Regions from separate parts of the Mus musculus genome. Here regions 2, 3, 4, 5, 6 and 7 are each linked to region 1. Evidence: chromatin contacts called from public HiCAR-type, HiChIP or PLAC-seq and promoter capture Hi-C data. All regions are on one chromosome and are shown on one strand. Each heading gives the region's core, a stretch centred on a gene start, on an enhancer-like site or on the middle of the called end of the contact. The rest is flanking DNA. Distances are from core to core; before and after follow the strand shown.

Region 1 (2,981 bases), core at 20-2,519:
GGAGAAAAGACTGTTGGAGCCGACTCCAGAGTTGTTGCAGCAGCCCAGGCTAGACCGGATCTAGACTCACAGCCATGGCTCCCACCCCAGATGTGTTTGGGGGGAGAACAGCAGAGGTATTGTGAGGGTAGTCTAGCTCAACTTGCTAAGGATGAAATAGAGTATAAAAAGCAGCGATTTCTCGCCTGTTAGAAACGTTTAAATTGCTGATTTCAGGCTGATTAGCTAACAGAAAAGATTGCTATTGGTGGAAAGTGGGGAAATGTTCACATGTAAACTTGTCTATCTTACGACATGCTCCAACATTCTATACCTAAATATTCCTGGGCAAACTGGGATGCATTTTGCAACGGTCATACCCAAAGCCTAAAATTTCATATAAACTGTCCTATCGGTGCCAATATCTGTTAGCTCATTTAAAATATATACCTTAAAGCACATCTTCCTGGATTCACCTCAAGCACGTATCTAATTTGTTTCCATTTTCAGTTTGCTAGAAAATTTACATGCAAGGTGAAATGCACCAGTCTGTAGTATACTTTTGCTGAGTTCTAAAAATGCATGTACACATCCTAAATGAGAGAGAGGTCAAGGGACATTCCTAACCCGCTGATGGATATGGGAATCCAGAGCTGAGATTTTCGCTGGAAATGTGAATGTGAGGATCACCACAACACAGGTTTATTTAGGTGATGAGCCTGGATAAAACACCTAAGGTGATAGGAAAATGAAGGGTTGACTCCGGAAGCTAGATGTTGAGAGCGTTGGGCAGGAGACGCCAGTCAAGCTCAGAGTCCTGGAAAGCTTGGCGGCAGTAACCATGTGGGACCATGGAGGTGACCAGATTGGCTTGTGCTAGGGAGGAGGGAGCAAACAACCTCTAGCAGCGGGAGATCTGCAGGCAAGGGATAAGCGGCTGCGAGACAGGCTGGGAAGGAGGGAGGGGGGTGAGGTGAAGTGGGCGGGGTCGGTGCTGGGAGGAAGGCCGGGCCCGGCATGGCAGAGGGGCGAGGCTTGAACAGGAGCAACGGGAGGGGACGGGGCCGACGGGCCAAGTCCAGGGAGAGACGTATCCAAACAGAGGGGGCGGAGCCGGGAGAAGGGAAAGTCCAGAGCCAGAGTGTAAGGAATGGAGGGAAAAGGAGAGGGCGTGTCTGGGGAGGGGCTGGTGGGTCCACGGATTGGAAGAAGAGGTCAGGACCGCTCGTTGGGGGCGGAGCCTGTATAGAGGAAGTGGGCGGAGCCAAGGGTAGGAGCGGGAGAGTCGAGGAGAGGAGGAGCGGGCGGCCTGAGGAGGAGGAGCGGGCGGAGTCACCGCACCGCCGGCGGCGGCGGAGGAGGGGGGTGTGCGCGGATCACATGGTCGAGGAGCCCTCCAGGTCAGCTGCCGTGCCCGCTGCCGAGCCCTGCCACAGGAAACTGCTGTGCCGCGCTTGTGCCGTGCGGCCCCCAGGAGCCGCCCGCACCCGGTGCTCATGATGTGGGCCCGCGAGCGCCACCGCCTGCAGTCCCGGGCGGCGCGGTGAGGGCCGCACCCTGTCCAGCGCCATGGAGCTGAACGCAGGTAAATGTAGGAGGGAGGCTCGGGGGTCAGGGATGCGTGTCTGTGCGTCCATCTCGCGTGGGGTTGCTGGGATCCCGCACTCGGGCTCCCCGCGCGCCGGACGCCCCCCTCACATGGCCCTGCCGCACTGGCCACGTGCACGGTGTGTTTACGTTCGGCGGCGCGGGCGCTGGTTGGCTGCGCGGGCGAGTGACGCAGCATTACATAATGCGAGCTGGGTGGTGGCGGGCGGAGACACGTGAGGCCGCGGGGCGACCCACATTACCCGGGGCCGGAGGAACACGTGGGGGCGGTGCCGCGGGGGGAGCCCATAGTCTGCGCGAGGCCCCGCCCCCGGGGCCTCCGCCGTGACGTGGCCTCGGTCCCGGGTCTCCCGCTGTTGCCCACTGCGGGGCCCGCTGCGCATGCGCATCCGCCGCAAGTTCGGCGCTGGTCCCGCCGCAGTGCGCGCGGCAGCCTGCGCGTCCCCGGGTGACCCCGGCAGGGCTGACCTTGCTAGACAGGGAGTGCGTAGGTCGTTCTCGCTCAGAGTCTTGCGGGAGTCGCGCAGCACCTTCCGGATGGACAGCGTGTACAGAGCAATTCGCTTCCAGGGGGACTTAGCCTAGAAGTCCTTTTAAGCATGGAGGGGAGGGGAGGGGCTTTTCTGCTCGCAGCTCGCTCTGATCTGAGGACTGGTGATCTAGGATTTCAGAACCTTACGTAAAACTTTTATTTACGTTAAAAACGTTTTAGCTTCGCGCCCAAGAGTTTGAGGCAGATGGCGGCAGAAAGTAGCAAGCATGGGCTACTGTGTGAGATCCTCACTCAAAATGCCCAAAGAACAAAATAACCCCTTTTGTTTTCAGGACTGACTTTGAACCCCCAAAAGACATGGTCATATAATACCTAACCTTCCTCGCTTCGCTTTAGTCGACCGCAGTGATGACCCTTATACCTGAAGCAAATGAAGTTTTCATTTTGAATATTTTGAGTTCTTTGCACTTTTAAAAACCATCGCAGTTCTAACATATGTTTTATGAATTTTTAGACCAGTGGTCAAATTAGTTTCAGGACTATTTTGATTACCTATAGTCCTTCTTAGTCATTGCCGCATATGAAATATTCAGTCACATGGAGGTGAACCTTTTTTTCATTCGAAATTTAGAGGTTGATAGATTGAGCCTGTTCCAACCCTGCCCTTCGCATGGATTCTTCAGCTGGCTTAGGTTTCTCTGATTTGAGTTTTTGGAGGACATGGTTATTAATGTTAGTCTTGATTTTTGGAGCTACAAAATGTGAACATTTTCTTGGGTGGCTGTTGACTGCTTCTTTCCCCTGCCCATTTTCAGTTCTTTCTTGGGCCTTGCTTTGTGTTTTTCTAATCCTGTTTAACCCCTGTTGCCCTCTGGGATGGCAAAGTGAGTAGACTATTGTG
Region 2 (2,727 bases), core at 174-2,673, 1.8 Mb after region 1:
GGAATATGTTAAAGGACGGATGAAATCATCCATGTGAGCTGAAGATAAGGAGACCACAATCAGATGGCACTTCCTGTTTCCAGAAGGAGACTTTAAGGCAAGGATCTGGTATGCATACTTTGAGATTTGTTTCATAGAATCCTTAGAAATACTGGTATGGAAGGAGATAGTGACAGGGCAGTGAAGGCTGCCAACACATAGTGGCTTTTCAGGCTGGGCATGGTGGCACTCTCAGCAGTTGAGAGCAAGAGGCAGCAAGACCCTGTCTCAGAAACAAAAGTAAGCACATAAAGCAAAATGTGTGTTAGAACGGCGTCCTGATCTCGTGGGGTTCTTGTTGTCAACTTGACAGAAGCTCGTGTATCTGGGAAGAGGGACTCAATTAAAATAAGACTGGCCTCCAGGCAAATCTGGCAGGCATCTCCTTGATTAATCATTGATGTTGGAGGTCCAGGGGTGCTACCCCTAGGGCCTGAGTTGTATAAGAAAACAAGCTTAGCAAGGCAGGGAGCTTGAGTCCGTTAGTGGCACTCCTCGATCACCTCCCTGTCAGTTCCTACCCTGACTTCCCTGGATGACTACAAGCTGTAAGTTTCAAAAAATCTTTCCCTCCCCAACTGTCTTTTCATCAAGCCATGCTATTAACAGCACTGGAGACTCTAACCAAGACACAAGGCTGTTAGCTTATATAGTGGGTTAAAATGAGCAGCAGACATCTTTTCCCTCTGCTGTTCCTTTTCCAAAAAGGACCTAACTCTCTCCTGTTCCTCTCTTCCTCCATCCAACCCGGAAGTCCCACCTACTTGCCCAATGATTGGCTCCTTTATTCATTAGGTGTTCTCTGGTAGTATTACCTGCGTAGATACATACTGAATTCTCAACAGAGGTGACATTCATTATTAATGAAACTTTATAAAACACATGCAACCACATTTCAAACGTTGTGGTTTTTGAAGAGTTCTATGTGTTCAATTTGGGAATAACACTCAATATCTGGTCTTTTTTGAGGAAAGGGGCAGACCAGAGCTGAATACTGAAAAAGGTCCCTGCTTTTCTGTGTCTCCTGGCATCCCCCAGAGGCTCTTTTGAAAGAGGATGCAGAGGTGTCCCCCAGAAGCTGAAATCATACTCCCTGTGCTTGCCAAGAGAGCAAATGAGAATGATAAGGATATGTGTGGGGCTTGGGGAGAAACCAAATACAGCAGATTGGATTTACCACATTAGTGATAGAGGGAGAGAGACGGGAGCACTCTCTGGGCTCAATTTTCCCTAAGGATAGGCTGGTTTGCAACCCACCTGGCTGTTAGCTAGGCTCGGTGACTCTGGGTTACTCAATCTCTCAGGGCTCTGGGTCAGTCATTTTAGAACCTATTTCTCTGGTCTTCTGTTTCTTCACTGATGACTGTGGAAGAGTTCCAAAGTAGAAATCTCTCTGTTGAGTCAGGTCACGTGACTGGGGCAATGTCCAGCTGATGGTCTCACCTGGTGATGAGGTACACAGCCTAAAATTATCCTCTGTGTTTGCTCTCAGGACAAACTCCAGGCAGGTGGCTGCATAGCTTAGCATCTTTTGTTTTGGCCTCTCTAGCGGGAGAACAAACCCCTTCTTCATTTGGTTGATGTAAAGGAAAAATGCATCAGCACATAGAAGACAGCAGGACCCAGAGCAAGCTGACTGGACTCAGCTAAGGGGCAGGGAATAAGTAGGTGAAAGGTCACAGCAGTGACCCACATCCATCCTCACCCTTGCCTCATTCTGCAAGCCTCACCTCATCTGCTGTTTCACCTTAAAATGTCTTCAGTTAGAAGCACAAAGTGAATCTTTGTCCTCTTCACTGCAGCTACGTTCACAGCAGTACACAGACAAGTGAACAAAGATGTGTGTGTGTGTGTGTGTGGTGTGGTAGTAGTAGTAGTAGTAGTAGTAGTAGTAGTAGTAGTAGTAGTACTAATAGTAGTTTCATCCAGCCATAAAGAGTAAAGTTCTGTCATTTTCAGAAAAACTTATACAACTGGACAGTGTTATGTAAAGTGAAATAAAGCCAGACACATAGAAACAAATGGCCTGTTTCCTCTGCAGTGTGGTCTCTAACTTTTACAGAACTACATGAAAGTGAAAGGAAAACTGTTTGGAGGACAAGGACATGCAAGACAGAAGGAAAGACTGCATAGGGTGCAGAGCAGGAGCAAAGCTTGAGAGGCAGGATGGATGTGATTGTGAGTGCATTGTATACATGTATGTGACATGTGTTGTGACATGTATGACACTGTAACAACAAGACCTATAAGCCTGTGTGGATAGTAGGAAACAAACCAGGCAGAAGTAGAGGCATCTAACCTCATTTTAAGGACAAGCACAGAAGCCAAGACTGGCTACACAGTTACCAAACACAGCTGTTTAGAACACTAAGCCAAACCTGGAGCCACAGTGTACAGAGTCCTGGCTCAACCCTGACAACACCTGCCAGGCTCACCTCCCACTGCACAGAGAATTTTAAGTGTAAATGTTGAGAGGACTGAGCAGGTCCAGTTTCCCTGAGGCCTACAGGGACCTTAGATTGCATTCATCACTGCATCCCACACAGTCAGGCTACCACCCAGAAAGGCAAGTGCAAAGTCGTTGTTTCAATAAGTTTGTTACGGGCTGGACAAATGGCTCAGACATTAAGAGCACTGACTGCTCTTCTTAGAGGTCCTGAGTTCAATTTCCAGCAACGACATGTTGGT
Region 3 (2,840 bases), core at 40-2,539, 1.9 Mb after region 1:
AAAAAAAATCTATATTAAATGGCTGAAATATAAACATAAAGCTATAAAGTGAAGATTCTCATAGGGCAGAACACTTCTACGCAGGTAACTCTTATATGGGACTGTGTACAAAAATCCATGATCAAATAAAATGTGGAGTGTATTGGTTTGACTTCGATTTTTACATTTGATCTACACGGAATCAGAATATTTAAGAACATGGGTGCAAATATATTAGAAAAGAGTGACTGGCACGAGATGTCACTGAAGCTGGGGGTTTACAGAGGGAGGGTTGGGGCCTGCAGGGATTCTTGTCCTAGAGAAGGCTTTGCCAGCTGCTCCTACATGGGGGTATAGGCCTGTACAGATACAGGCTTTGCCAGCTGCTCCTACATGGGGGTGTAGGCCTGTACAGATACAGGCTTTGCCAGCTGCTCCTGTTTGGGGTATGGGTCTGTACAGATAGACTACAGCAGCCACCACATATCACTTCTTAACATGCATGCAAAATCCAGATGTTATGTCAAATATCTTCATTTAAAAGTTTCAGTTGAAAAATACTGGAGACAAGCCACCACTGTGAATTGTACACAATGCCCGGAAAGAGGAAGAAAGCTGGGACAACTATGAAGCTAACAGTTGTGGCACAGATCTACAGAAGAAAATTCCTGGAATTTCTAAAGCTTAGGCAGCAGGATCCAGAGTTCAAGGCTAGCTTGGGCTACCACCAACACTGCCTCAAACCCCAATAAAACAAAATAGAAAGGCAAGGTGAGGCTCTTACAGGATTTTATAATGACTATAGTGAAGTGAGAAGAGAGGTAGGCTTGGTTTACATCTTCAAAAAAGAAAAAGGAAGAACTCAAAAGAATATATAAACAGGAAATTAGCAGAAAGCAAAACTAGCTAAGGAAAGTGGCCTCTGAAGTGGCCCCTGCATCTAGTGGCACCTGAGAAATCGACCTCACAGTAAATCTCCAGGGTTTCATATGGCAGGATCGTAAACATGGCACACTTACCATAGTTATCCATTGCTGTGTAACAATCGTTCCATGTCTCTTAAGGCCACTTATTCTCAAGGCTCCGGCACATGCTAGGAATGCAGCAGTGCTGGTCCTGAGTGGCACAGCTCTGACCTGTGCAGCACACTCTCAGGAAGTGCAGCCTCAGAGCCCCTGCGGAAGGGCTAGTCAGTGCTGGCTTTTAGAGTGAAGGGCCATCTCTTCCTTTTCTGGAGTTAGCTGGATTATCCCAGAGTCACAGAGGAGAGCCTTTCCAGAGTCAGCAGGCCTTTAATGACGGACCTCAGAAGATCACAAGCATACATTCATCAGCTGACTGGACACAGAGCCTGCTCTAATTTTGTGTGGAATGGGAACAAGGGACTTCAGAGGCAGGGAACACTGGCTGGCTGCCACCACTGCAATTTAGCTTTTGCAAAAAAGGGAGGACATTGCTGTTCGTTAATACCATTGTTAAGTGTATAGCCACCAAAATATTAAATGCACATATCTTTGCATATATTCTATGTGAAATATGTATAAGGATGTTCTACACAATAAATCTAGCAATAAAAAGAAAACAACAGTCTGTAAATAAAGTGACAGTATAAATTACAAAACAGTGTGGTATAAAATGAGGAGATTAATGACTGGAAATGAACAGATTTCTAAAAGTGTTAATAAAGCTAGCAGAGAGAGGCTGCACATCCATAGAGAAAAAAACCCAAAGATATGAAAGCTGATCTATGCACACAGGTGAAGCCCACAGGAAGTCTTGGGTATCCCACATCAGTAGTCTTGCTGGTCACCTCTGGAAATAGTATAGGGTTGGGGGTGGAGGCAGCAATTTTTATTTTCATGACTATCTTGTTTGAATTTTTAGCTAAAATAACTTTACCAATTGAAGCATTTGTGTAGCTGCCTGCGGCCACGGGAACTGGGTTCCTCTGAAAGGCAGGCTGGGGCTAAAAGAGATCAGATGGTGAGAAAAGAGGCCAAGACAAACCTTTCTGTTCAAAGCCTCTGAAGTTTACTGAGAGTCTGTGTTTATAAAGAGGGTAGGCCCATCCCCTGCCAGCTCAATCTTGGTGCCTGGAGCTAGCCCGTAGGTGATCTACAGGGTGTGTCTCCGGAACAATGTCTCAAGTACCTCTCAGCAGGAAGCAGAGTCTTGGAGAAGAGCAAATAGAGCCATCAAGGTCAGAAGGCTCTACCCTAGGTAATCTCCTTCTCAGTGGCAGCAAGGTCAAAGTCTGGATCAGCCTGCTTCAAGACTACACATTTGAAGACTGATAAGGTAGCTGGAGTAGCAACTCATAGTGTGACATTTCTGTGACATGCCCTGTCAGGCCTTACAGTAGCAGCTATTTAGTTTTTCAAAACTTTCTGGATTACTTATGAATTTCCTGTTAATTAGACTTTGCAGATTTCTAGAGTCTTGGGGATAAAGGTCAAGTGTGGTGGTTCATCCCTGAAATTCTATCATGTGGCAATCTGAGGGAAGAGGATTGTCCCCAGTTTGAGGCCAGCATGAGTTACAGAGACTCTATCTCAGAACTACATAGGCTTTTGAGGGAAGAGCAAATTAAGAAGGAAAATTAAGATCTCATTGTACAGTTAGCTCCCATTTAGCTTTTCAATTTGGTATCTATACATTGGGGATGAGATAAAGTAGTTGTGGCCAATCTAGAGGAAACACCCACGTGTAATAAATCAGCTGGACTTTGTAGTGGCTTAGTCTTCATTTCTTTCAAAAGCATTTAAGGAAGGCATGCTTGAATCTCCTAATTTATACATAAATAAGACCAAAAAAAAAAAAAACCCCAAAACTTCTATTATTATAGACTCTCCAAATTTAGA
Region 4 (3,025 bases), core at 131-2,630, 1.7 Mb after region 1:
TCTCTCTGGGAGAACCTTAATGCTGTGGCCACATCAGTCCCATGCTGACCTGACTCCTAGGTTCACTCAGCATGTGTTCTCTCAATGTAGCTCTATCTCCAGTACCTCCAGCCTGATCATTAACATGCAGAAGTGTCAGCCTATTGTGCTTTTTAGGAAAGAACTATTTGAACCTTGTCCTAAGCTGACTTAAGATGTCTCAGAAAACAGACTCACATAGTTCACGTATGTTCCTTGAAGTGGGATGCATGTGATAGAGATGAAATATAGGTGTCATGTTGTTGTGGTCCCTTGTGAAAATATGACATCATTAACTATGGTAAATGTCACTCTCAGGAGTGAGGTCTCCAATCGGTGGTGAGCTCAAACAGGTGGGGAGTCACAAGCAGAACGACAGCCTCTCTCTTTGAGTCCCAGAGCTTGAATCATGCCAGTGTTGGGAAATTATTTTTGTGGATTAAAGAGAGTAGAATGTGTTTGAGCACATGGGAGAGCTCCTGCTCCTTCCCTCCCTATGGTTTTGGTGATGGGCAAGCAAGACTACTGCTTAGTAGACATAGATACTGTTCCTTCAGGGTTCTTCCAGCACTGGTGGGAGCCACAGCCAAATTCATGAGCAAGAACTGAGTTCCTGGGTTATCACAAGCTAATTCCACAAAGCCTACATCTAAGGCTTGAAACACCCCCCGAAGTGGGGACCTGGTGGAGTTCCTGAGCCAACTGGGAGGTGGTGAGGATAGTGAATGGCATTTTTTATGTTATACTATCTAAATATTAATGTGCACAGGAATTACCTGGCTTTTCCTTAGGATGCCCAGATGGTCCAGAGTCTCAGGACAGGCTGGGTCCTGTGCCCTAAAAGACCATCCAGATGAGGGTCAGGAACTGTACTATGGAAAGCAAGACTTTCTTTAGTGACTCAGAAATTAGTCTTTGGCACGGAGCTTTGTCAACCCCTGCCTATGTGCAGCACCTGTTACATGCATGGTCAGAGTAGGAGAGAATCCCACACCCTTTCGCAGCTTCTTTATGGTCAGCGCTGACAGGGAAAGCACACACAGTGTCGGGGTCACGTGCAGGTTACGGAGCCAGGATGCCAAGGTTGGGCTGTGGTTTCCCTTTGCTGCTGCCTCTCTGTGAAGCCTCCTAGGGCTGCGTTACTGGTGGGCCTGCCCTCCTAGAGAACTGTACACTTACAAACCTCCCTTTGAGCCCATGAGCCATCTCCCCAGGCATGGTTGGTGCAGAGTTTTCCGCACACCCCATCCAGGGGTCCCCAGGCCTGCAAATGACATGTTAATAAAAAAGCTCTGCAAGCTCACTCACACAAGCGCACTGTAACAGCCAAATCTGGTTCTAATTACTTGTACTTTAGATGAACTTTGGCGTTTCCTTTGACTTTCTTCTCTATGTATGTGAGCTGAGCCCTGGATTCTCCTGCAGAGAATCCTCAGAAAAGTAGAGGGGGGAAGGGGGGAAGGGAAACAAGATCAGCTCTCTGGTGCCAACAAAATTCAAACCTAACTGCATGTTTTGGCCAAATGCAACTTGCCTCTTGCCCTTGATTAGCTGCAATGATTCCTACCCGCTTACCCGAGAGCTAGGCTCCAAATTCCCCAGGGGCTGTGCAGGAAATGCCTTTTGCTTTACAGCTCCTTTTCCACATAAGTATCAGCTGCCCAGAGGCCGCATTAAAATACTGTCTTAATCAGAAGGTTCTAGTAAAGAGGCAGGCCTTTCATGATGCCTGATGCCTGCCTGCCTGCCTGTCTGCCTCTAATCAAGCTGAACATAGAATCCTGTAATCTGTCAACAGGGTCTAGTGGGCTGTAAATTAGCTCTCACAAAGGCCAAAGAGTCTACTGAGCTCTTAAATGTGTTATCTGCTTCTTAATCTAACCTTTAGAAAAATGCCAAGCACGAAAGGAATTGTCAAGCAGCTATTGTTGGAGACATTCTGTGTGTTTAAACCAAACTCAGGTTTGTTGACAAAGGGACATTTATACTGTTTTCCCAGGTGAGTCCAGCCATTGAGTGCAAAACCCACTATGTTTTGGGGGTTTGTTTTGTTTTAAGGTTTTTCCTCTTTGCTTTGAGACTGAGACAATTCCTACGGTTATGGCAGTGAGTGCTGCCTCTGTGTGGTACTGGTTTTGCTTTTGTACTGGCTCAAGGGGCCAGATCTCACCAGCAACCTAAGTGTGCAGGTGGGATCTCTGCTCTGGGCCCCGCACCTCAGTAGTCTGCCAGTCCTGGTGGGAGAGGGGCAGAACTGACGGTCAGGGTTTGGTCCTTTACACCAACTTGAGGGTATGATTTTGTCTGTTAGAGCGAGTTTCTAGTTTGTGCTTTGGAATGCTCTTTGCTTTCCTCTGTCTCTGTTGTAGAGACCCATTTTGGTTTTGATTGCATTTGGTCTGTTTATGAAAGATGAGGTTGGGAATGGCTTTTCATCACAGACTCGCTGAAAAGTTACAAGCTGATGGCCAGGGCCAGCTCTCCTAACTGTGACGTGCTACTGCTGTAGGCCATACTTTGAGGAACACTGATGAGAAGGAAGGAGGACGGGACAGGAGGATCAAGAGTTCAAAGCCGCCAGGTGGTGGTGGCACACGCCTTTAATCCCAGCACTTGGGAGGCAGAGGCAGGCAAATTTCTGAGTTCGAGGTCAGCCTGGTCCACAGAGTGAGTTTCAGGACAGCCAGGAGTTCACAGAGAAACCCTGTCTCTTGAAAAAAAGAGAGTTCAAAGCCAGCCTTAGCAGCATGGTGAATTTGAGGCTAGCCTGAGCTACATATGAGATTCTGTCTCACAACAAAAACAGACAAAAAACACAGAGGAAGAAAAGGAGGGTGGAAGGAAGAAAGAGAGAGGAAAGGAAAGGAGAGGAGAGGAGAGGAGAGGAGAGGAGAGGAGAGGAGAGGAGAGGAGAGGAGAGGAGAGGAGAAAGAAAGAAGGACGAGGCAAACAGATTATTGTTTCCCTCAAGGATCAGCTTGTGAGTGTGGTAATTGTGGTAGGGCAC
Region 5 (2,867 bases), core at 255-2,754, 1.9 Mb after region 1:
GTATACCAGGCTGACCTTGAACTCAGAAATCTGCCTGCCTCTGCCTCTGCCTCCCCAGTGTTAGAATTAAAGGCGTGCACTACCACGCCCGGCTTACGATGTTTATAGCAATAAACTATTTGTAAAATGCATACTGTGATGGGATTGTCAATCTAATGAAATGTAGAATAACCTAGAAGACAAAATTTGTGGATGTATCTGTGAGGATGTTTCAAGAACAGTTTAACAAAAATGGAAAAAAGCTACCCTGACTGTGAGCAGCTTATGTAAAGTAAATACACTAGGAGAAAACAAGGACATCACCAGCACTATGCTTCCTGAATGCACATGTAATATGATCAATCAGCTTGCAGTATGGCCTGGTCCCACAGTTAGAGCCACTCTCACACCTGTCTTCCCCTCTGAACTGCCCAGAGTTACCCCCATTTTGTCCTGGATTTAACTAACATCTCCCAACTGGGAACATTTTCATGTAGCTGCAGCTACCATTTTGGTGGTCCATTGTTTACAAGGTAATTATTGTCTGTTGTAATCAAATGAACTGGACCCTCCACTCTAATCTCTGTCCTCTTCAAGCTTTGTTCTCAGGTATTTTATCACAGCAAAGAGAGAAGTAATAACCTATACAGGTCCTCAGAATAGTTAGCACAAAGATCATAATCACTAAAATCATTCTCTAATTACTTTAAAATGTGAGACATATTAATTCAAAGGAAGGTAATTTTCTATCAATAACTTAGAAAGGCGTCTCAATGCATGTGACTATTGGCATAAAGGTTGCAAACCTATAACAAGCACATAGGGAAAAAAAACTTTCTCATCAAGTTTATAACTCTAAAACATACATCAAAATGAAAATATTTTCAATATTAAGTCAACCTGAAGTCAGTGTCTACATAATTTAGATTTTGAAATTTGCCTTAGGAGTTTTTGCTAAACTGCACTGATAACTGGAGATGGACAGCATCTCAAAACATTTTCAACAAGTTAACCACATTCCTGCACCTTCTTAACAAATGGTTGCCACCACCACCACCCTACCTTCTATCTACTCCCAAATGGATATAAGAGAAAAAGAGGTGAGAATCTAACCTATCAAGTTCAAAGAATTAAACCTTAAAAATCAGAACACATAGTTTAATGTCAACAAGACTGAAGTTTAGGAAACCCCAAACCCCCTTCCCTACTGAAACACAGACTAAACTGTAATAAATGAATCACTCGTCCTTGTAAGAAATCCAGAGACTGCTTAAGAGGTCCTGTCTCTTGAGTGAAAAATACAAAACCACATCCACGCCCAGGAGCCCTCTCTGCAAGGCAGGACGGGAGGAAATGCAACTTCTTTCCCAGAGTTTTCCCTTCAAAGGGAAAGTAGAAGTGCTACCACAGGGACTGTTTGCTGTCTTTCTTGAATCTAGCACTGGCAACAGTAGCTGAACTGAGAACAAAGGAAATCAAAATGATTTAGTCCAGCACCCAGAGTCTGTAGTTCTAAGGATAGACATTAGGTGGAGCTCTAGTACCATGGCTTATTACAGTGTGTGTGAGAGGACACAGTAGGGCAGAGGAGTTGCCCAGACTGTTCCCTAAATAAAGATACAGACAATGCTCTTCCATGAACAAGCCCAGAGACGCTACACCCCTAGAAATGGCTTGCAAAGTCTCGTGACTCTCTGAATGGACTAACTAGCTGCAGAAACCACCCAGACTAGAACCAGACTGTTAAGAAGAGCTAACCCTGAGAGAAAGCAACACAAATAAATAAAAGGGGAAGCACACACACACACACACACACACACACACACACACACACACACAAAACCTTCCAAGGGATAGACTTAAATCTCCATGGGCTGTGGGTGCTCCCATCTGTAATCCTAGAACTTGAGAAATTAAGGCAGAAGGACTGCTATAAATAAAGTTTAGACTAGGCTTAGAGAAGATGTTGAGGGGAGGGGAGAAGAGTGGAGGGAAAGGAGGGGAGGGGACAGGAGAAGACAGGAGAGAAAGAGAAAAGGAAAAAATAATGGTAACAAGAAGATAAAGGAAAGGGAGAGATGGAGGTAAGAAGCAGCTCAGGGAACTGTCCAGATACACAACAAAACCAGAAAATCAGCAAAATAGTAAACAAAATGAGATAAACAGAAAATAAATGAAAAGACTCAAACATTGTTACTAAAACTGAAGAATAACTTAAAATATATGAAGACTCAACTTGGCCAATCACAAGAAAAAATAGTAACTATGAAGAAAGAAATGACAATGACAAAGGAACCACCAAAGAAAGAATTAAGAAAAATTAAAAGAACTTGACTCACAGGCTATCATCAGTCAAACAGAATGTTACACAATGTCTAAAGGAGAAGATAAAAATAGGAAGAACTTTCCAAATATGAGGAGAGAAATTGACAAATTTAAGAAGTTCACAGTCAAGCAAGCACAAACCTAAGGAACCTGTACTAAGATACATAATCAAACTGCCAACGCCATGGATAAGCCATAGGCCCATCCAGGGGGCAATGAGTTCAATTCCCAATCTCATAAAAAAAAAAGTCACGAGGGAGAGAATCCTGACAGCAATACAAGAAAACAATTCTCATATACTAAGGAGTTCTATTAGTTTCCCATCAGTTACTGCACAGATACAGACTAAAACGTTTTTTGTAAACTATTTAAGAATCAAAGAAGAAATCATAAAATAACTTAGGAAATATATGGGGATAAATAAAAGCAAAAAAAAAAAAAAAAGACGTCAAAACTTACAGGATCAAGACAAAGTGGTACCACATTTAAATTTTTAAAATGAAGATGCTGAACCAATAGCATACATTAAGAAACTATGCATAGAACTAAATCTAAAATTAATA
Region 6 (2,868 bases), core at 331-2,830, 1.7 Mb after region 1:
AGAACAACTAAAAAAAATTCTGCTCCTTCCCCTAGGCTGAGTCAGTGTAACCAGTTAAAAAAAGAAAAGAGAAATCCTCTTGTCTGAAGATTAGGTTTTTTATTTGTATTTTTTTAAAACAGGTATAATTGGACAGGGGTGGTCTGAGCCAAGTCTAGCTTTCAGAATTATAAAACCCTCATACTTGCCCAGTATGAGGAGTATTTTCAAACTCCACGTTATGTGTGGGGACCTGTGCCTGACGAAGTGGCCACCAACACTCTGTGCATAGACTGAGGATTGGCGTGGGTTCAGACAGGGCACAAGTCTACTAACTGCTGAACACTGTAGCCTCAGGAAGGTCTGGGTATCCTTGGCAAAAGTCCCACAGCTAGAAACAGGAGGCTGAGACACTGCTAATATTCCTTTTGTGTGTTTATTGAGAAGTGACAGGTAGTTATTTACGTTCTATGGATGGTATACAGATGAGAAAACTGGGTCCTAGAGAAAATCAGTATTTTCCTAGACACACAGATGGCCAGTGACAGAGTTACTGTTTTCACCAACCAGCAAACCAGAATCTAAAATTCTTTCTCTGTCTCTCTCTCTCTGTCTCTATATCTCTCTCTGTCTCTCTCTGTCTCTATATCTCTCTCTGTCTCTCTCTGTCTCTATATCTCTCTCTGTCTCTCTCTGTCTCTATATCTCTCTCTGTCTGTCTGTCTCTCTCTCTCTCTCTCTCTCTCTCTCTCACACACACACACACACACACACACACACACACACCTCAGTCTCTGTGTTTTGCCTTTCACTTTCTGTGTTTGTGAGAGTGCGATTGGCAATGGGGGGTGGGGGGTGGGGGGTGGGGGGAGGGAGGTGGTGGATAGAAAGAAGAGAAAGGTGAGATTAGGAACAGAGTTTGGTGCAACTAATCTGTGACTGCTCCAGGTGTTTCTGCCTGCAGGGTTTTTAAAGTCTAAGTAGATCCCAGAAGGGACTTTTCTCTCCCCTCCGGAGCTAGGACAATCCCTTCAGCGAGCTCAGCTAAAGCCTGAAAGAGTGAGAAAAAGGGAGGAAATAATAATAATAATAATAATAATAATAATATGAAGAAGGAATAAAAAGACGGCAGGCTTAATGGAAAGTTTCCCGGCCCCAGAGGCTTCCCTCTGCGAGCGGTGGCGGGGCTCCTGATGGGCAGTTCGGGGCTTGCGGAGTGCTTTTACGGGAGTGGAAAGATACCTAAGTTGCAAGGGCTTGGCCAGGAACAGGAGAGCAGAGAGGAATTTCAGAGGCGAGCTGAGGGCGAGGGTCTCCCTGCCAGGGCCGGCCGATGAAAAGGCGCAAACCGCAGCCGCACTCCCGCTCCTCCCTGCGCTCCTGGCATTGTTTGCACGCTGAGCCGTGGGGAGCACCGCGCGGCTGGCCGCGGACTCGCTGGCTGAAGGCTCTTGCAGGGCTGCTGGGAGTTTTTAAGCGCTGTGAGAATCCTGGGAGTTGGTGATGTCAGACTGGTTGGGTCATTTGAAGGTTAGCAGCCCGGGAAGGGTTCACCGAAAGTTCACTCGCATATATTAGGCAATTCAATCTTTCATTCCGTGTGACAGAAGTGGTAGGAAGTGAGCTGCTCCGAGGCAGGAGGGTCTATTCTTTGCCAAAGGGGGGGACCAGAGTTCCCGTGCGCCGCGGCCACAAGACTGGGATGCAGAGGACGCGAGCCACCCGGGCAGGGAGCGTCTGGGCACCGGCGGGGTAGGACCCGCGCGCTCCCGGAGGCCTGCGCGGGCGTCGCCTGGAAGGGAGAACTTGGGATCGGTGCGGGAACCCCCGCCCTGGCTGGATCGGCCGAGCGAGCCTGGAAAATGGTAAATGATCATTTGGATCAATTACAGGCTTTTAGCTGGCTTGTCTGTCATAATTCATGATTCGGGGCTGGGAAAAAGACCAACAGCCTACGTGCCAAAAAAGGGGCAGAGTTTGATGGAGTTCGTGGACTTTTCTGTGCGGCTCGCCTCCACACCTAGAGGATAAGCACTTTTGCAGAGCGCGGTGCGGAGAGATCATGTTTGACTGTATGGATGTTCTGTCAGTGAGTCCCGGGCAGATCCTGGATTTCTACACCGCGAGCCCTTCCTCCTGCATGCTGCAGGAAAAGGCTCTCAAAGCCTGCCTCAGTGGATTCACCCAGGCCGAATGGCAGCACCGGCATACTGCTCAATGTAGGTTTATTATTTTTTTTCCTTTCTTTTACCAAGGAAAAATAAATGTCTCTCTTGCATGCAATAAAGACACTGGAATAAAGTGCAGTGGTGGCAAGACAAAGGGTTTAATGATTTAATGCTGAAGGGGTGTGATAGGCTGCCATGCATATGGATTCCCTCTGCTGAAATTCCCTTGGAGAGGTTTCTTGAAACGCTCCTGCGCCCCTGTTCTCCCTTACCACCCTATTCTTTCTTGAAGATAGGTGTTTTTTGTTTGTTTGTTTGTTTGTTTTTAAATAAGTACGAAAGGAAGGGGAAAAATAGAAGGTGACCACGGACTTTGAACATTCTTCAAGTAGTGCAATCTGATATTCCATGCAATTTGTGTAACGGGTAGAGAGGGGACTTAACTTTGCTGGGATTAGCCACGAGCTCAGTAACACTTCCCCCTTATGTATTTCAACAGTGCAAAGTAATTAAAATATGACATGGTCTCTTCAAGGAATGCAACCGTGTAAAGGCGGTTAATCAGAGTTCATAATGTACCGGGCAGGATGGTGCAAGATGCTGCCTCCCTCGTTCCCTTCACCGAGAAAAGGCAATATGTCTTAGCTGTGACCCCACTGCCATCTCTCCGAGTTACTTTGTTGGTCTAAGAAGTTTCTGTTTTGCTAGGTTACTCCTGGTC
Region 7 (3,008 bases), core at 425-2,924, 2.0 Mb after region 1:
CAAGCTAATGCATTTTTATTTGCATATCCATTCTATAAATTGTTCTGATACTGAGGCAAATGAGATGCTGGGACAATATGCCTTCAATAGTGCCTCCACTATGGCACTAGTGGGTTTAAAAGAAAATAGCAATGCAAAGAGGAACCTGATTTTCTCTACCAAATTACAGAAGTATAATTATAATGTGCGGTCAGGGACCAGGAAGACATGGAGCTTTTCCTTAAGAGTTAAGAAGTCACTGGATTTGGACATGAAGAAGCAGGATATCATCTCCCAACCAAGCCAGACCTTGAATTCTAAGAACACAAGGACACTTGTTGAAAACAAACTAAAGGAGCATTTTCTCACATCAACCTGAATCATTTCTCTTACAAACTGCTCTAATTTCCTTTATAAAACAAAAACTCCAAGATCAGAAATGTAAGCCACAGTAAAGGCTGTAAAATGAACCAGTTTCTTTAAGAAATTTAGTAAATATTCATAATGATGGTCATGATCCGAAATAACTGTCTGCATGCAAAGCTATCTTTCAAAGTACTCTGATCTTAGCATCTTTGGTTTCATTGTACTAACAGAATCGAAATGTCTTTACAAATCCATCCTTCTCTTATGTATGGGGGTGGGAGGTTGAAGACTTAAACAATTCAGTATGAAACGCCAGCTGTGGGCTCTGGAGAATCAAGCTTATGAGTTCTTTCAGACACCTTGTACTCTGAGGTGCTGTGAGATCTCAGGGTTAAGCTGAGGTGTCATAAAGGAGGAAGGCCATCTTCACACAAGTCACAATTATGTGCAAGCCCAAATGCTGCATAACATCTGGCATAGAATCACATTATATTCCCTTTTCAAATATATTTTAAATATCACTAATGTCACCTAAATGAAGAATTATGGTTGTGGTGGCACACACCTGTAATCTCAGCTTTTGGTAGGTCGTGACTGGCATGAGTTCTGGGGTACAGATCAAGTTCCATGCCAGTTTGGGGTACAGGACAACACCTCAATGTCTCTAACAACTAACTCTCTAAAGCTGGTCCGCATGAACTGTACAGCCTTTAAACTAAGAATTCCTACAGACTTCGGGTCGGTGTGTTTGTAAGAGCCAGCGCCCAGGGGCTCAACTGAAGTGACCTCCACTGTCTGCCCCTCCGCATCCCTTCCCCACACTCTTTGACCGGAGCGGCCATGGGAGGTGCTGACTCAAACTCCCAGCCAGTTGTGGAAAGTGCTGCACTCAGTACAAAGGTGACTTGACACAAAGTTCGTAACTTAAACTATAAATGTGTCAACCGCCAAACTCGGCGTGAACGTTTAACTGGCACTCGGGCTGAGCCACAGCGCCGGGATCCTGCAGCGAGATGGGACAGCACAGCTGTCAAACTCAGTGACAGCCTCGGCGGGCCCTCGTCGCCCAGCCCGCCCCGCCTCAGGCCCGAGTGTCCGCGGCCCCGCCCGCCTGCGGCCCTCAGGCTCGAGGGCCCCGGCTGCACCTCAGGATGTTGTCGGCGTAGGTGAGCAGCAGCTTGGAGGCCTCCAGAAAGGTCTCCGGGGTGTTCTGGCATAGCTCGGCCACGGCCGGGGACGCAGAGCTCGACGAGCTGCCCAGTGTGGCCGACGCCATGGCTGCGCCGCGGCCTTCGCCACCTCGCGCACCGCGGCCCGCACTGAGCAGGCGCTGAGGAGCGCCTAGGCCGCCGCAGAGGCCTGCGGCCAGAGGGCGGGGCGAGGAGCCGAGGGGCGGGGCGTTCCGGGAGGGGCTAGGGGCGGGGCGAGCCGCGGAGAGGCCGGTTGCGAACGTTGGGGTACGGGGTACAAGGGGCCGAGCCAGTGGAGTAGATCTCGAGCTGTGGTGGCTGCTTGTGTCGGGTAGGGTCCCAGAGATAATTGCACAGCCTTCTTTTTACGGTAGATAAAAGTCTTTTGTGGAAGAAAAGACTCCAGAAGACCGAGCAAGTTTTTGTTATGTCTTTTTTTTGGGGGGTGGGGTGGGGTGGGGGCGGTTATGGGGAAGGGAAAGTGATCATGGTCTGTGGCCTAGGCTGGGCTCACACGGGAATTTACTGCAGTCTTGCCCTTTGGTTACTAGTGTCCGGCTTCAAAAACAGAGCATAGCTCAGAACTCTTCTGGGTTTCTGATTTGTGTATTTTCCGAATTCTGTTGATGAAAACTCAGTTGTTGCTCACAAGGTATGATTCTGATGCAAGGAGCATTTTGGGAGTGTCCTATGGATACTCGCATAAAACCCATATACAATAATAGAATAAAATGAGGAACAAACAAGTAAATAAAGTTTATATACACATTGTATCCTTTGACTCATACTGGCATATCCCTTACCAGTATCCTTAATTTATCTTAGAAAGGGAATCACTAACCTCCTTAGCTGATGCCCTTGTCACTGACATCAACCCTGGAAATTGGCTCCAGCACTGAGCTTCATACTCAGTCCTCATTACTTCTTTTTCTTCTTCAGAAGAGGGTTTCTCTGCATAGTTCTGGGTAAAGTGGAACTCCAGCTATAGATCAGCTTGAACTCAGATCCACCTGATCACTGCCTCCTGAGTACTGGAATTAAAGGCTTGTCTACCACTACCTGGCTTTTTTTTATTACTTTTTAATGTTGAAATGCCACTAAGAGTGCACTTGACCTTGATTTGTAGTCAGGAGTTTTCCATGCTCCACTCACCTTGAATAGCTGGAATTACATATATGAATCACTAGCACGTAGCAGGTACTTGTTGGCTTTGTGTTTTAAAGATATTTACTTATGTGACCTCGTTTGACACTTTATTATCTGTTGTTTTTTAATGTTTCTGGGCAATTTCTTCGGAGAATTTTCAAGAACTTCTGAATATTCATCTGTAAAATATACCTACATTTTTAGCACTTAGGTTTGTAGACCAACTTCAAGAATATTGTTTTCAGCTAGGCATGTTGGCAAATCCCAAAACTTGGAAGGTAGAGGCAGGAGAATCAAATATACATACATACATACATACATACATAC

Evidence for each region. Promoter capture Hi-C pulls out the DNA fragments that hold promoters and counts their contacts. HiCAR-type assays count read pairs that join an accessible place to other places. HiChIP or PLAC-seq counts read pairs in DNA pulled down with a chosen protein or histone mark.
Region 2: a promoter capture Hi-C map of liver shows a contact between it and region 1, with 5 times the contacts expected there. The contact joins the enhancer-like site here to the promoter of Nr1d2 in region 1. A contact is called at or near these places in 6 of 39 promoter capture datasets (3T3-L1-derived adipocytes, cranial neural crest, frontonasal cranial neural crest and 2 more) and 3 of 115 datasets of contacts at active chromatin or transcription factors (astrocytes, forebrain and stem cell-derived neural progenitor cells).
Region 3: a HiCAR-type map of embryonic stem cells shows a contact between it and region 1, with 6 times the contacts expected there. The contact joins the enhancer-like site here to the promoter of Nr1d2 in region 1. A contact is called at or near these places in 5 of 39 promoter capture datasets (the HPC-7 cell line, embryonic stem cells, hippocampal neurons and 1 more) and 4 of 115 datasets of contacts at active chromatin or transcription factors (astrocytes, embryonic stem cells and large pre-B cells).
Region 4: a contact with region 1 is called in a promoter capture Hi-C map of liver, with 5 times the contacts expected there. The contact joins the enhancer-like site here to the promoter of Nr1d2 in region 1. A contact is called at or near these places in 7 of 39 promoter capture datasets (the 3T3-L1 cell line, cranial neural crest, embryonic stem cells and 3 more), 6 of 115 datasets of contacts at active chromatin or transcription factors (the NIH/3T3 cell line, embryonic stem cells, epiblast stem cells and 3 more) and 1 of 9 other capture datasets (adipose tissue).
Region 5: a contact with region 1 is called in an H3K27ac HiChIP or PLAC-seq map of thymic regulatory T cells, with 12 times the contacts expected there. The contact joins the enhancer-like site here to the promoter of Nr1d2 in region 1. A contact is called at or near these places in 9 of 39 promoter capture datasets (the 3T3-L1 cell line, 3T3-L1-derived adipocytes, the HPC-7 cell line and 6 more) and 4 of 115 datasets of contacts at active chromatin or transcription factors (cardiomyocytes, large pre-B cells, pro-B cells and 1 more).
Region 6: a HiCAR-type map of astrocytes shows a contact between it and region 1, with 3 times the contacts expected there. The contact joins the promoter of Rarb here to the promoter of Nr1d2 in region 1. A contact is called at or near these places in 7 of 39 promoter capture datasets (the 3T3-L1 cell line, cranial neural crest, frontonasal cranial neural crest and 3 more), 4 of 115 datasets of contacts at active chromatin or transcription factors (astrocytes, embryonic stem cells, extraembryonic endoderm stem cells and 1 more) and 1 of 9 other capture datasets (embryonic stem cells).
Region 7: a contact with region 1 is called in a HiCAR-type map of astrocytes, with 4 times the contacts expected there. The contact joins the promoter of Ngly1 here to the promoter of Nr1d2 in region 1. A contact is called at or near these places in 16 of 39 promoter capture datasets (the 3T3-L1 cell line, 3T3-L1-derived adipocytes, the C10 cell line and 12 more), 9 of 484 Hi-C or Micro-C datasets (CD8 T cells, the G1E-ER4 cell line, LSK cells and 5 more), 9 of 115 datasets of contacts at active chromatin or transcription factors (acute myeloid leukemia, astrocytes, bone marrow-derived dendritic cells and 5 more) and 3 of 9 other capture datasets (adipose tissue, liver and macrophages).

What each region holds. Positions count from the first base shown.
Region 1 is chr14:18,237,394-18,240,374 of GRCm38.p6, reverse strand. Nr1d2 (nuclear receptor subfamily 1, group D, member 2) reads left to right here and starts at 1,269. Exons shown (of 8, transcript NM_011584.4): 1 at 1,269-1,564. The coding sequence starts at 1,549.
Region 2 is chr14:16,478,512-16,481,238 of GRCm38.p6, reverse strand. All of the region lies in intron 3 of Rarb (retinoic acid receptor, beta), which reads left to right. Among named protein-coding and RNA genes, the nearest start is that of Rarb, 96 kb to the left of the region's middle. Within about 2 kb of position 1,423, at least 12 of the 459 cell types and tissues checked have an H3K27ac peak or open chromatin away from gene starts, as enhancers often do. A contact at or near this core is called in liver, where this site is marked.
Region 3 is chr14:16,312,615-16,315,454 of GRCm38.p6, reverse strand. No RefSeq gene overlaps it. Among named protein-coding and RNA genes, the nearest start is that of Top2b, 51 kb to the left of the region's middle. Within about 2 kb of position 1,289, at least 64 of the 459 cell types and tissues checked have an H3K27ac peak or open chromatin away from gene starts, as enhancers often do. A contact at or near this core is called in embryonic stem cells, where this site is marked.
Region 4 is chr14:16,553,381-16,556,405 of GRCm38.p6, reverse strand. All of the region lies in intron 1 of Rarb (retinoic acid receptor, beta), which reads left to right. Among named protein-coding and RNA genes, the nearest start is that of Rarb, 21 kb to the left of the region's middle. Within about 2 kb of position 1,380, at least 91 of the 459 cell types and tissues checked have an H3K27ac peak or open chromatin away from gene starts, as enhancers often do. A contact at or near this core is called in the NIH/3T3 cell line, adipose tissue, extraembryonic endoderm stem cells and 1 more, where this site is marked.
Region 5 is chr14:16,379,033-16,381,899 of GRCm38.p6, reverse strand. The region is part of intron 1 of Top2b (topoisomerase (DNA) II beta); the gene reads right to left. Among named protein-coding and RNA genes, the nearest start is that of Top2b, 15 kb to the right of the region's middle. Within about 2 kb of position 1,504, at least 116 of the 459 cell types and tissues checked have an H3K27ac peak or open chromatin away from gene starts, as enhancers often do. A contact at or near this core is called in pro-B cells and thymic regulatory T cells, where this site is marked.
Region 6 is chr14:16,574,188-16,577,055 of GRCm38.p6, reverse strand. It overlaps Rarb (retinoic acid receptor, beta), which reads left to right and starts at 1,580. Exons shown (of 8, transcript NM_011243.2): 1 at 1,580-2,198. The coding sequence starts at 2,042.
Region 7 is chr14:16,247,980-16,250,987 of GRCm38.p6, reverse strand. It overlaps Ngly1 (N-glycanase 1), which reads right to left and starts at 1,674. Exons shown (of 12, transcript NM_021504.3): 1 at 1,491-1,674. The coding sequence starts at 1,621. It also overlaps a transcript of Oxsm not described here.